Linked DNA regions of Sus scrofa: regions 2, 3 and 4 are each linked to region 1. The links are chromatin contacts, called in public HiChIP or PLAC-seq and promoter capture Hi-C maps. All regions are on one chromosome and are shown on one strand. Each heading gives the region's core, a stretch centred on a gene start, on an enhancer-like site or on the middle of the called end of the contact. The rest is flanking DNA. Distances are from core to core; before and after follow the strand shown. Region 1 holds the start of COG4 (component of oligomeric golgi complex 4). Region 2 holds the start of EXOSC6 (exosome complex component MTR3). Region 3 holds the start of AARS (alanine--tRNA ligase, cytoplasmic). Region 4 holds the start of DDX19A (ATP-dependent RNA helicase DDX19A).

Evidence for each region. Promoter capture Hi-C pulls out the DNA fragments that hold promoters and counts their contacts. HiChIP or PLAC-seq counts read pairs in DNA pulled down with a chosen protein or histone mark.
Region 2: a contact with region 1 is called in a promoter capture Hi-C map of fetal skeletal muscle, with 8 times the contacts expected there. The contact joins the promoter of EXOSC6 here to the promoter of COG4 in region 1. A contact is called at or near these places in 3 of 5 promoter capture datasets (fetal liver, fetal skeletal muscle and liver), 1 of 47 Hi-C or Micro-C datasets (embryonic fibroblasts) and 1 of 2 datasets of contacts at active chromatin or transcription factors (alveolar macrophages).
Region 3: an H3K27ac HiChIP or PLAC-seq map of alveolar macrophages shows a contact between it and region 1. The contact joins the promoter of AARS here to the promoter of COG4 in region 1. A contact is called at or near these places in 1 of 5 promoter capture datasets (liver), 2 of 47 Hi-C or Micro-C datasets (embryonic fibroblasts and skeletal muscle) and 2 of 2 datasets of contacts at active chromatin or transcription factors (alveolar macrophages and skeletal muscle).
Region 4: a contact with region 1 is called in an H3K27ac HiChIP or PLAC-seq map of alveolar macrophages. The contact joins the promoter of DDX19A here to the promoter of COG4 in region 1. A contact is called at or near these places in 2 of 5 promoter capture datasets (fetal skeletal muscle and liver), 1 of 47 Hi-C or Micro-C datasets (brain) and 1 of 2 datasets of contacts at active chromatin or transcription factors (alveolar macrophages).

The regions. Positions count from the first base shown.
Region 1 is chr6:13,522,819-13,525,833 of Sscrofa11.1, reverse strand. It overlaps COG4 (component of oligomeric golgi complex 4), which reads left to right and starts at 1,392. Exons shown (of 19, transcript NM_001244337.1): 1 at 1,392-1,569. The coding sequence starts at 1,399. SF3B3 (splicing factor 3B subunit 3) reads right to left here and starts at 1,315. Exons shown (of 26, transcript XM_021093803.1): 1 at 1,007-1,315.
Region 2 is chr6:13,295,354-13,298,368 of Sscrofa11.1, reverse strand. EXOSC6 (exosome complex component MTR3) reads left to right here and starts at 1,427. Exons shown (of 1, transcript XM_021093792.1): 1 at 1,427-2,778. The coding sequence starts at 1,496. The coding sequence ends at 2,314. It overlaps AARS (alanine--tRNA ligase, cytoplasmic), which reads left to right. Exons shown (of 23, transcript XM_021093791.1): 23 at 1-33.
Region 3 is chr6:13,319,944-13,322,958 of Sscrofa11.1, reverse strand. It overlaps AARS (alanine--tRNA ligase, cytoplasmic), which reads left to right and starts at 1,536. Exons shown (of 23, transcript XM_021093791.1): 1 at 1,536-1,637.
Region 4 is chr6:13,367,056-13,370,070 of Sscrofa11.1, reverse strand. It overlaps DDX19A (ATP-dependent RNA helicase DDX19A), which reads right to left and starts at 1,433. Exons shown (of 12, transcript XM_003126869.5): 1 at 1,253-1,433. The coding sequence starts at 1,309. LOC102160376 (a long non-coding RNA gene) reads left to right here and starts at 1,458. Exons shown (of 3, transcript XR_002344513.1): 1 at 1,458-1,645.

The sequences.
Region 1 (3,015 bases), core at 143-2,642:
ATAAAATTTCAAACATAATTTCAAACTTGCAGTTATCAAGAACAAAATTTACAACGAAACCCCTACCTTGTTGTGAATGTGATCTATATTGTAGGGTTGACTGTATGAAAGATACAGAATCTTTCAGAAAACAAACATAGGAAACCAAAGACCACTTCGGAAGCTTGGAAAACCTTCTCCTAGGCTACTTTTCGCCCTTTATAACTTACTGAAAAACTCAGCCTACTTTCTAGTTCCTTTACAACTAACAGCATCTAGTACAAACTTTGGAATTTATTTTCCCAAAACCTAGCTGGACCCAGGTTCCCCAACTATTCTTTTATCTTGGGTAACAAGGGAAATTGCATTTCAGAGGAAGATCAACCAAGCACTACATACCGGAAACTAGTAACGACCAAAACTTGGTAAATTTTGATTTCCCCCAATTCTACCTGCTGTCTATGAATATTAGGAAATGAGCCTGTGATTGCTCCTCCACCCCTTCTCCATGTACGAGAAGAACATCACCGCATTTAAACTCTGCAAAGTCTTCAAGATAGATATAATTATCCCCATTTTTGCAAGCGATAAACTGAGGATCAAAGAAGGAAATGAGTTGCCCAAGCACCAAAGCACAAATACAAAGGGTCTAGATTTCAAAGACTGTTTCCGTCCTTGACACTTTTAACACCCTTGATCTTTCACCTCCCCGTCGGTGTGCCGTTTACTTTCTCCAGTGGAAAACGTCTCTCCCGCCCCTTCTTACATCTCCCCCAAAGCCTAAAAGCTACGCAGTCTCTAGAAAGCTTATTTTGAGCTAGGCTTAGTTCCCACAGTGCGAACGGTCGCGAAACACAAGTTCGTGAAGCTGCCCTCCTGCGTTCCCCTCCATCACCTCCTAGACGCTTGCCCATAGTCCTCGGGCCTAAACTCTCTCAGAAACCCTTACAAAAGGCTCGGCCCACCCTTCTACATGGCCGCTCTCCACCTCTTCAGGCCTAGGGAGGTCAGAAAGCTGCTTCTTTACCCTGAAGCCAGGAGGATGGCGCAGATATCCAACAGATCCTCAGTCCCCTCAAGGCCTAATCCGCCGCTAAGCCCAAGCCGCCGGCATCCGCCATTAGCTCCTAAAACAGGGACCTTCCGATTGGCGCGCGACGGAAAAAAGGTCCTCAACCGGCGCCTGAAGAATGTACATATAAATCTCTTTAATGCTTCAGTCTTGCTTCCACGCCGCACGAAAAATTACTTAAACATATTTTTATGACTGTCACTTTTCCCAGGAAAATAGGGAATTAATAGACCTTTTTAAGTAGGCTTTTAAAAACATATATACAAATTCACTAGGCACTCCCGTGGGCAGCCCCAAGGACGTGGCGCGCCTACGAGGAGGGGGCCTCCCAGGGCCGGAAGCGCGGAATGGGAATCAAGATGGCGGACCTCGATTCTCCTCAGAAGCTGTCAGGGGTGCCTCCGCCGCCTGAAGGCGTGGGAGGAGGCCGCTGCTCGGAAATCTCCACAGAGCTCATTCGCTCTCTGACTGAGCTTCAGGAGCTGGAGGCTGTGTACGAACGGCTCTGCGGCGAGGAGGTGGGGGGCTGAGCTTCTCTTTCCAGGAGGATACAGGGGCAGTGGGCCTAGGAGCCGTCATTCTTGGGAAATCAGGGCTGTGGGAAGTTCTTTTCTTTACGAGGAAACAAAAAAAGCATCTACTCGAGAAGCAGGAGTGTGGTTGAATGTAATTGGGGCGATCCGACATCTCCGTCTGATGCCCCCAAGCATATTTTCGTGTTGTCTGGGCGATCTGCCCCGCCCCCTGTTGATTTCCCTGGCCCTTAATCATTAGATTTCTCCGCGGTCCTAAAGTTAGACTTAAGGGCATCTCCTCACACGCTTGCTTTTCATAATAAGAATAAAGGCTTTGTTGTAAGGGCTTATAAATTTTAAAGTGATGAAACGCTTTCACCTTACCTCATTTCAGCAAGAAATCATTGTAAATAAACAAAGCGTTTTAAGACTTTCTACTGTGGGAAATGATTTGGGGGTGTAATTTTAGCGTTTCAGTTCAATGCAGGGCTTTGTAGAATCTTGAGATGTTAAAACTCAGAAACAACTGTCTAATCGTGAATAAGTTATTTCAGTTCTTGTAGCTACCCCTGCATAGCGTCAAACCAGGGGCACTGGCTATATTATGTCCAGCAGCCTTCCTCACTTTTCCATGAAACTTAATGCTGTCAGTACTTTTTTTTTTTTTTTTTTTACTTTTTCGGGCTGAACCCGCGGCATATGGAAGTTCCCAGGCTAGGGGTGGAATCGGAGCTGTAGCTGCTGCCTATGCCACACCACAGCAATGCTAGATCCAAGCGGTGTCTGTGACCTACACCACAGGTCACTGGCACTGCTGGATCCTTAACCCACTGTTTGAGTTCGGGGATCAAACCCGCATCCTCATGGATGCTAGTCAGGTTTGTTAACTGCTGAGCCACAACAGGATCTCCCGTCAGTACTTTTTTTTTTTTTTTTGCTACACCCACTCTATGTAGAAGTTCCCAGGCCAAGGGTCAAATCCCCTCACAGCAGCAACCCAAACCACTGCAGTGACAACACCAGATCCTTAACCCACTGAGGGAGGCCAGGGATGGAACCTGCATCCTCATGGATCCTAGTCAGATTCATTTCCACTGAGCCACGGCGGGAACTCTCTTTGAGAGTTTTCAAGTATTAATTTATACCAATGCCGATAGACTTTTCAGCAAGATGTACTTTATAAAATTCAATACTCTTAACATTCCTAAGCTTGCATTCATTGAATCGGTCAGTATGTTAGGAAAAAAATTAAGTTGATCTTACAGACAGAACAATATTAGTTTTGGTTTTTGTTTGTTTTTCCCTTTTTTAGGGCTACAGCCGCAGCATATGGAAATTCCCAGGCTAGGGGTCAAATCAGAGCTGTAGCCACCAGCCTACGCCACAGCTCACAGCAACACCAGATCCTTAACCCAGTGAATGAAGCCAGGGATCAAACCTGGGTCCCCA
Region 2 (3,015 bases), core at 178-2,677, 230 kb after region 1:
GCAGAGAATAAAAGGACCATGTGCAATACTTGATAATGCCACATGATCGCTTCTCTCCCTTCCCTCCCGCACATCCTACCCATAGGCACCCCTGGTGTGAGAGCCTGTGGCTCCCCGGGTGTCTGTAGAATAAGTGCTCCAACTGGCTTCTGGTTGCAGCCATTGCCAAGTCTAGCCCTAGACCCCTGAACTTTGGGAATAATGGCTCAGGACTTACATGTAGAGGTGGCCCACAGAATAGGGGGGTTAGATGAAGAGAGGCATTCATCATTCAATGGAAGGTGATTCAAGGGATTATTGGAGGCAGAGAGAATCTCCTTGGAGCCTCTTGTAGGAAAACCTTTCCATTTCTTAGGCCCATATCCCTCTTCCTCTTGGTGTGCAGGTTGGGTGTAGATCAGAAGCATTCTTTGGTATAGGAGGCATTTAGGGTAGATCACTTGCTTCCCTCCACTCCTTTGCCTGTCCCCTCATTCCTGGTTCCAGGACTTAAAAGTTGGACATTGAGGATGGAGACTCTGACCTGGTTTGCCCCTTCACCCAAGTCTGAAGACAGCTAGGTTTGGAAGCAGCAGTGTATAGTAGTTGGTTGTGCCCCCTCTGGCTGATTTCCAGTCCACTGGGTACAGCAGGCTGGCTCTGAGGCCGAGGGTCATTTCTCAGTCCTGCTGACTTTGGAGAGAGGAGGAAAAGCAGGTCTATGGCAGCTGAAGCAGCAGAGGCCAACAGTCACAAGGCCTGGGAATGAAAGGCTGTTCTCACACGGAGTTATGAGAGCTAGGTAGAAGGAAGGTGCTGAGGCCCTGACTGCAGCAGCTGCATGCCTGGTATGGAGTGTCAGGGATACAAAGAACTCACAATCCAGTGCAGGAGACAGTTCCATTTATTCATTAGCAAGCGTTTATGCCAGCCAGGGCACTGACAGTACAGCAGTGACCAAGACAAAAGGTCACTGCACTCTTAGGCAAGGCAGTAGGAAACAGAAAATTGTCACACGGGAGTTCCAGTTGTGCAGTGGGATCATTGGTGTCTTGGGAGCGCTGGGACCCTTCGATCCTCAGCCCAGCACAGTGGGTGAAGGATGTGGTGTTGCCACAGCTGTGGCTTTCGTTGTGACTGGCTGATCCCTAGCCCAGGAACTCCACATGCTGTGGGATGGCAAAAAAAGAAAACAAAAAACAAAAAAATAATCATACAAATAAATGCAAAATTAAAATGACTACAATTTCACATCGGCTAAAGGTCGGCCAAGCAGGTCTAGGTCCCACTTCTGCAGGCCTGCCTCACAGCCACCCAACCACGAAGCACCTGGTGTCCTCGCTGCTGCCTGGGGCTCTACAGCGCTCGCCGTTCTCCCTCCGGGGCGGCAGGGGTCAGTGCAGCGCCGCCCGCTGCTATCCCGACAGCCCTCGCGCGGGCGCGCGACTTTAAGCGAGCGGAAGAGCAGGCGCGCGAGGCAGGACGGGCGGAAGTGGCTTGTACTCTAGGTGCTGCCATGCCCGGGGACCACCGCCGCATCCGCGGGCCTGAGGAGTCGCAGCCGCCGCAGCTGTACGCGGTCGGCGAGGACGAGGAGCCAGCCGCCCGTGACCCGACGCGGCTGCGGCCCGTGTACGCGCGCGCCGGGCTACTGAGTCAAGCCAAGGGCTCGGCCTACCTGGAGGCTGGAGGCACCAAGGTGCTGTGCGCCGTGTCCGGCCCACGCCAGGCCGAGGGCGGCGAGCGCGGCGGCGGCCCGGCCGGAACGGGCGGCGAGGCCCCGGCCGCGTTGCGGGGCCGCTTGCTCTGCGACTTCCGCCGCGCGCCCTTCTCGGGCCGACGGCGCCGCGCTCCCCCAGGCGGCGGCGAGGAGCGTGAGCTGGCGCTGGCGCTGCAGGAGGCGCTCGAGCCGGCCGTGCGCTTGGGTCGCTACCCGCGCGCGCAGCTTGAAGTGTCGGCGCTGCTGCTCGAGGACGGCGGCTCGGCGTTGGCCGCCGCTCTCACGGCCGCCGCGCTCGCCCTGGCCGACGCGGGCATAGAGATGTACGACCTGGTGGTGGGCTGCGGCTTAAGCCACACTCCTGGGCCCGCACCCACCTGGCTGCTGGACCCCACGCTGCTCGAGGAGGAACGCGCCGCCGCCAGCCTCACCGTGGCGCTCATGCCGGTGCTTAACCAGGTGGCCGGGCTGCTGGGCAGCGGGGAGGGTGGCCCGACAGAGAGTTGGGCAGAAGCCGTGCGCCTGGGTCTCGAGGGCTGCCAGCGCCTCTACCCAGTTCTGCAGCAGTGCTTGGTACGGGCCGCCCGCCGGAGGGGCGCCTCCGCGCCGCCTTGAACCATAAGTGTGAGCAACGACGCCGAGGAGCAGGCTACCGCTGTCGCCGAAAGAACCCGAGCCGTCGGCTTGCAGACGGCGCTGAGCCAAGAACTAGAGCCCGGGAGAGGATCTGGGAAAGTGCGCTCAGAACTGATGTGCCGGACAGCTGTGTTTTTTTTTTTGTTGTTTGTTTTATAAACTATCGTTTAAGAAACTTTTCTAATTGGGTTGGCGCTCAGCTACGACCCAGTTGAAGAAACCTGCTACTGCAGTCTGATTTCCAAGGTGGAAAGGACTTTAGGTGGACTTGCCTGAAAAACGGGAACCTGCAGCTAGTGCCTTGTGAGGGATGGACCCTGTGCGGGCCACTTAGTGACTGTCTCCTATCTAATGGGCCTGCTTTTGAGATAATAGACAAGGGGGTTGTGTCTTCCCACTTCTATCTGAACTAAAACAGAAATTCTTTTATAGCTGAAAAGTTCTTCTGTTGTTCTTCTTGGTACAGGATAGAGCAAGGCTCTCCTGAGCTGTGTAGTGTGTTCTTGGACTCAAGGCTTGGGACAGTATTATTTTAAATGTGTCCTGGTGTCCCTGGTCCAGTCTTGGTTCCTGGAAGAGGACATTTGACTGCCAAGAGTGAGAGTTTCTGAATGTTGGGAAACTAGATGCAGCCTGTTCCATTAGGGCAGAGCTGGCCTGTCTGACCACAAGGGTGGACT
Region 3 (3,015 bases), core at 287-2,786, 200 kb after region 1:
CCAAAGGGCAGATTCAGTTACTAATCAGTGAAAGGAGGGAATGCCAAAATGAGAACTAAAGCCCCTACCCAGATGGAGGATGGTAACTTCAGAATGACAAAATTCTGGAACACCACTCTGTTACCTTATCACCAACCCATCAGAAGAAAATCACACACCCTGCAACCCTCATCCCAAACTGTCTATAAAAACCTGTCTCCCAAATTGTGGATTTGGGGGGTTTTAAACACAAGCCACCCTTTCTCTTTGCCTGGCCCCGCAATAAATCCTTCTCTGGGAGTTCCAGTCGTGGCGCAGTGGTAATGAATCCAACTAGGAACCATGAGGTTTCGGGTTCGATCCCTGGCCTTGCTCAGTGGGTTAAGGAGCCAGCATTACCATGAGCTGTTGGTGTAGGTCGCAGACGCGGCTGGGATCCCGCGGTGCTGTGGCTGTGGCGTAGGCCGGTGGCTACAGCTCTGATTCGACCCCTAGTCTGGGAACCTCCATATGCCACGGGAGCATCCCTAGAAATGGCAAAAAGACAAAAATAAATAAATAAATCCTTCTCTGCTCCAAATTCCAAGGTTTTAGTTTGTTTGACCTCACTGTGTGTCAGGCACGTGAACTTGTATTTGGTAACAATATCTTTAACCCAATTATGTCCAACAGCACAATTTCATACCTTCATATTTAGATACAAAGGTTAACAGTGGAGAGGTTGAGGTCATGGGCTCAAAGCACGGGTTTGTCTTTTTGCCTTTTCTAGAGCCGCACCCGCAGCATACAGAGGTTCCCAGGCTAGGGGTCTAATCCAAGCTACAGGATTACCTTATCACCAACCCATCCGGCAATGCCGGATCCTTAACCCACTGAGCAAGGCCAGGGATCAAACCCACAGCCTCATGGTTCTTAGATTCGTTACTGCTGTGCCACAACAGGAACTCCAGTATACACAGGTTTGAATCCTGGCTCTTAGGCTTACCTTTCAGTGTGAGCTTAGGCAAGGCGGTTACCTCATTTGGAAAAGGGATGCCAGTTGACTTGCCTCATATGCAGTTTAAAAATTAAAATAATCTAGGAAATGTTTAACATAATGACTTGCATATAAATATTTGCTATTTTCCTAAGGCAAATCGAGAACAGCCGCCAATTCAATTGTCTCGCAAAGAGTAAGTTATTTCTTACTCCACACCAAATCCAAGAAGGTCTGACAAGGACAACTGGACCCATGGGCACCACATATCAGAATCTCTAAGGTCTGCATACCACTCTGCAACTAAAAGGAACACAACTATACACTAAGAGCTGTGACCGCTACCAAACACACGTCACCCTTCCCCCTTATCAACCATGTCAACTATTAGGACTTTGCGTAAGGCTACTAAAATGTCGGTCTCCAGAGTCCGCATCCTTACTTGTCACGTGACACGTCCCAGTCCCTACTTTCTTGGCCATTGCATCAGCCAATTTAGTGCCGCCTTCCCAGAAACCAACTGACAAGCTGGTTCGTTCTCCAGTTGATTGGCATGTTGGCTGACCAATACGGTAAGGCGCGGCGGGGCACTTTCCAGCGGCGGGCTCTGGTTGGACCGGACGGTGCGTGTTGCGGCCGCTGGTGGCCAGGGCTCGGTGTGTCTGCGTGTCTGCGGGAACAGGTAAATGCAGTCTCCTGGCGGTGGGCTCTGAGGGAGGAATTAGGAGCCGCGGCCCCTGGGAGAAGGAGGCGGGGGCCCTGAGAGAGTTCTGGGGCGCCGCAACAGAGGCTAGGGCCCGTGTCTGGTACGTGGGCCGGGCTCCCTTAAGACCTCGAACCGGGGCCTGGGCTGGAACCGGGGCAACCGCTGGGCGACAGGGCAGGCGGAGAGCGGCCTTTTGTTAGACTTCAGCACCGCTGGGGGTAGAGGGACCTCGCCGAGGGCAAGACCTTGGAAGGATCATCGTTGTCATTGACCACCCTCCCAAAGCTGAGGTTTTTAATCGCCACAGGTTTTAATCCCCTAGGGACGGGTGGGGTTGCGCAGGTCCCTTGCGGGTAGGGTGGTCAAGACCGGTGGAATCAGGCTGTGAGCCGTCCTTAAAATTAGCTAAATGGTGATACTAGTCCAGGCTCCTCTGAAAGCACTTTCTGTGCTCCATCACGTTCAGCTATTATTTTTTCAGACGGTCTGCATTTCCGGTGTGCTTTAAATTCATTCGCTATTAAAGGATTATTTTACTGTGAAATACTTACTTAACAACCACCATATTGGGTGCTGAGGATATACCCGTAATGATGAGCAAAAACCATCAGTCTTGATTCCCACTGGGCTGGAACTTACAGCCTGTTGGGGAGATGGACGTTAAGCCCTCAGAGGCACGTGGAAATTGAGAAAGAAGGCACCTAGGGCTATGAGAATAAAATTGGGGGAGACTCTGGTCAAGAAGACTTCCTTAAATAGGTCTCTTTGAAACTGAGATATCTTGGAGTTCCCGTCGTGGCTCAGTGGTTAACGAATCTGACTAGGAACCTCGAGGTTGCGGATTCTATCCCTGGCCTTACTCAGTGGGTTAAGGATGCCGCGTTGCCGTGAGCTGTGGTGTAGGTCGCAGACGCGGCTCTGATCCCGCGTGGCTGTGGCTGTGGTGTAGGCTGGCGGCTACAGCTCCGATTAGACCCGTAGCCTGGGAACCTCCATATGCCACAGAAGCGGCTCTAGAAAAGGCAAAAAGACAAAAAGAAAGAAAGAAAGAAAAACTGAGATACCAACAATGAGAAATTAACTAGGAAAAGGGAAAGAGGAGGAATAGGGCAGTCAACTTACCTGGCAAGTCTAGAGCCTGTTGAAAGGTCTGGTGGCTGGAGCCTTAAACCCAAAGGCCATTGTGGTTTAAAGTACTTAAGATCTTTATGGCTTCTGCTGGCAAGTGGAATCTGACCTCTTTTGTGCTACCACTCCATCCAGTGTAGCCTTTCATTATACTTATGTTGGATGAATGGATGGTGATGGTGATGCAGTTTTTAATATCCCTGGCATCCACAGCGGTTAACATTAA
Region 4 (3,015 bases), core at 184-2,683, 160 kb after region 1:
TTCTTTTAGATATCACTTCTAATATTCCATTCTTTGCAGTCCAGTAAATCTTGCCAGCTCTCAAATCCAAACTTGTCAGTATCCTTAAAAATCCCAAACCAGCCAAATAAAGGCTGTCCTCTTTAAGTTCTTAGTTAAGGGCCAGAGTACACTCTCTACATTATTTTCTACGCTTTTCCTACTACAACCCAATAGCCTTAAGCTGCAGCAAAAATGAGTTCTGACTTCTGTTCTCTATGGAAGTCCAGCACTTATGTGCATTCTAAAAGGCTGTTTACTTTCATTTCCATCTTAATTATTCTCTACTATCCAGCACAAACGTAAACTTCTTCACAAGGAATTTCTCTGATTTTCCTACTCATAAACATTCTCTCCCCACTCAGAGTTCATTTATTATATTTTTCTCACCATTTTCACAGCACTTCTCACATTCTAGCCTTCCTAACGAGACTGAAAGCTTCTTTCCTGGATTTAGTCCATTTCAACTTTCTGCTGAGAAACTGAAAATCCTCCCAAAGCAATAAAGGATGACTGGAGAAGAAATGTAATTTATACATTAAAAGGTTACATAAGATTTCAGACTACAAAAAACAAAAACAATCAGACAACCCTGTATTCTTAAAATCAATAGTCCATTACCACTAAACAGATGTAGCTTAGAGATAAGAACATAAAGTTACAGTTTCTAAACTATAATTACTTTCCCGTTGAATGGACTTTCATTAATCAAAGATCCAGTAATGACATTAAACGTCACTTCATACACCAATGAAACAATTTTGTAGTGCCTTCCCCCAACGTTTGCAACAGATCGAAACACTAAATATAAAGCTGAATCTGTTATTCTGCAAAGTGCTACAAAATGCCAACAGTATTAAGCACACATCTAAAAAACGTTAGTAAGAGTAGCACAGAATCACTCCGAAAACACATGAAAAAGAATCAGCATCTAAATGTGCCTTTTCCTTACAATCCTCACTTAGAAGAATGTGCAATGCAGGAAAGAGCATACTACCAGGGATAGATTTGCCATAGGATGAAAGTCTTTAACTGGCACAGATCAAGAGAAAAGGCTCCATATGAGTCTCTCAGCCTTAGCCGAAAATCAGGCCTAAGATTCCCCACAGCAAACCTTAGGGGTGTGTGGGCCACGGGCCTGCCCAACTCAGGGAGCTCCCTGGACTCCAAAGAGGGTTTGCTTGGGCCCTATTACCCTGTCACGTTCGCCCCTACTGGAGCTGAAGACACTAACCGACTTCACAGCCGCTTCCTGTTCGTCCACAGCCAGCGCCCACGAGTCTGTGGCCATTGTCCCGGACTTGGAAGGCCGACACGCGAAAACAACCACGGCAAGCGCAGCAACACCAGACTTTAATCCTCTGGAGCGCGAGAACCACACTCTCGCGGACCGGAAGCGGCGGTGCGCGAAGGTGACGTCAGTTACCGCCCGGCGCCAGACGCCACCATTGCGCGCCACGGCGCGCCGCGCCTCTCCCCTGGCTTCGCCCGCCAGGCTTGGTACACAAACTCGATGTTTTTCCGCCGGTTTCCAAAGAAGCAAGCTCTTGGTGCTTTAAGAGCCCTAAGCTGTATGGAGTGAAACCTGTAGCCTTCACTTCTTTGCCCTCTGTCACACTGAAATAACGTAAGTTTTATTTTTTAAGTCTTCCATGCGTCATGACAGATATTTTAGTCTCTGAGCTGTAAAGCTTTCCTCAAAGGAAAATCCTAGAAGCATACCAGTTTCTGCTGTGCGAACGAGATAAAGCGTAAGAGAAAACCAAAGCGAAGCAAAAGCCTTTAAACCCCCATAATGCCACCACAAAAAAATACAACAGCGTATTCTTTTTTTTTTTTTTTTTTTTTTCCCACTGTACAGCAAGGGGGTCAGGTTATCCTTACATGTATACATTACAATTACAGTTTTTCCCCCACCCTTTCTTCTGTTGCAACATGAGTATCTAGACATAGTTCTCAATGCTATTCAGCAGGATCTCCTTGTAAATCTATTCTAAGTACAACAGCGTATTCTTTTTCTCCTGGGTCCTTCTAATTTCTGTACATGTGCATCATAGCACAGGTGTTTTACATAGTCCTAAACAAAGTACACGGTTTTAAGTTTGACTTTTTCTATACCGGCGAAGTATTTTTAATGTCATAATTATCGATTTAATGTCGTTATATTCCATCAGTCTCACAGCACATAAATTACCTAACTCTCCTTTCTCTACTCCTCTTATGGGATATAGGTTTTTTCCCATGTCCTGTTATTAATTGACAACACTTCATTGAACGTCTCCACACTATCTAAAATCATCTTGTTTCCAGTTTACTTTTTGCCTCTCCCCACTAAAATGTTAACTCTTCAAACAAAGGCAAAGCTCTTATCTGTCACAGCTGACTAACGAAGCTGGAAAAGTGCATGGTACTTGGTAGACTCTCAATAAATATTTTTTAATGTATGGTTGAATAGACTAATAAAGATTTTAGGGGTTCCCGTCGTGGCTCAGTGGTTAACGAATCCCACTAGGAACCATGAGGTTGTGGGTTCCATCCCTGGGCTCGCTCGGTGGGTTAAGGATCTGGCATTGAGGTGAGCTATGGTGTAGGTCGCAGACACAGCTCGGATCCCGCGTTGCTGTTGCTGTGGCTCTGGCATAGGCCAGCAGCTACAGCTCCGATTAGACCCCCAGCCTGGGAACCTCCATGTGCTGCAGGAGCGGCCCTAGAAAAAAGACAAAAAACAAACAAACAAACGAAATGATTTTAGTTCAAAATATATAACATTAGGAGTTACTACTGTGGCCCAAGTGGGATAAAGAATCCTGTGATGCTGAAGCTGTGGCTGGGATTCAGTCCCTGCCCCAGGAACTTCTATATGCGGGAGTGAGGCCATAACATTTTTTAAATTATGTATTACTCTAGGACACATTTCTTTCTTTTTTTATTTTATGGCCCCACCTGTGGCACATCCAGGCCAAAGATTGAATCGAAGCCACAGCTGTGATCTGTGCT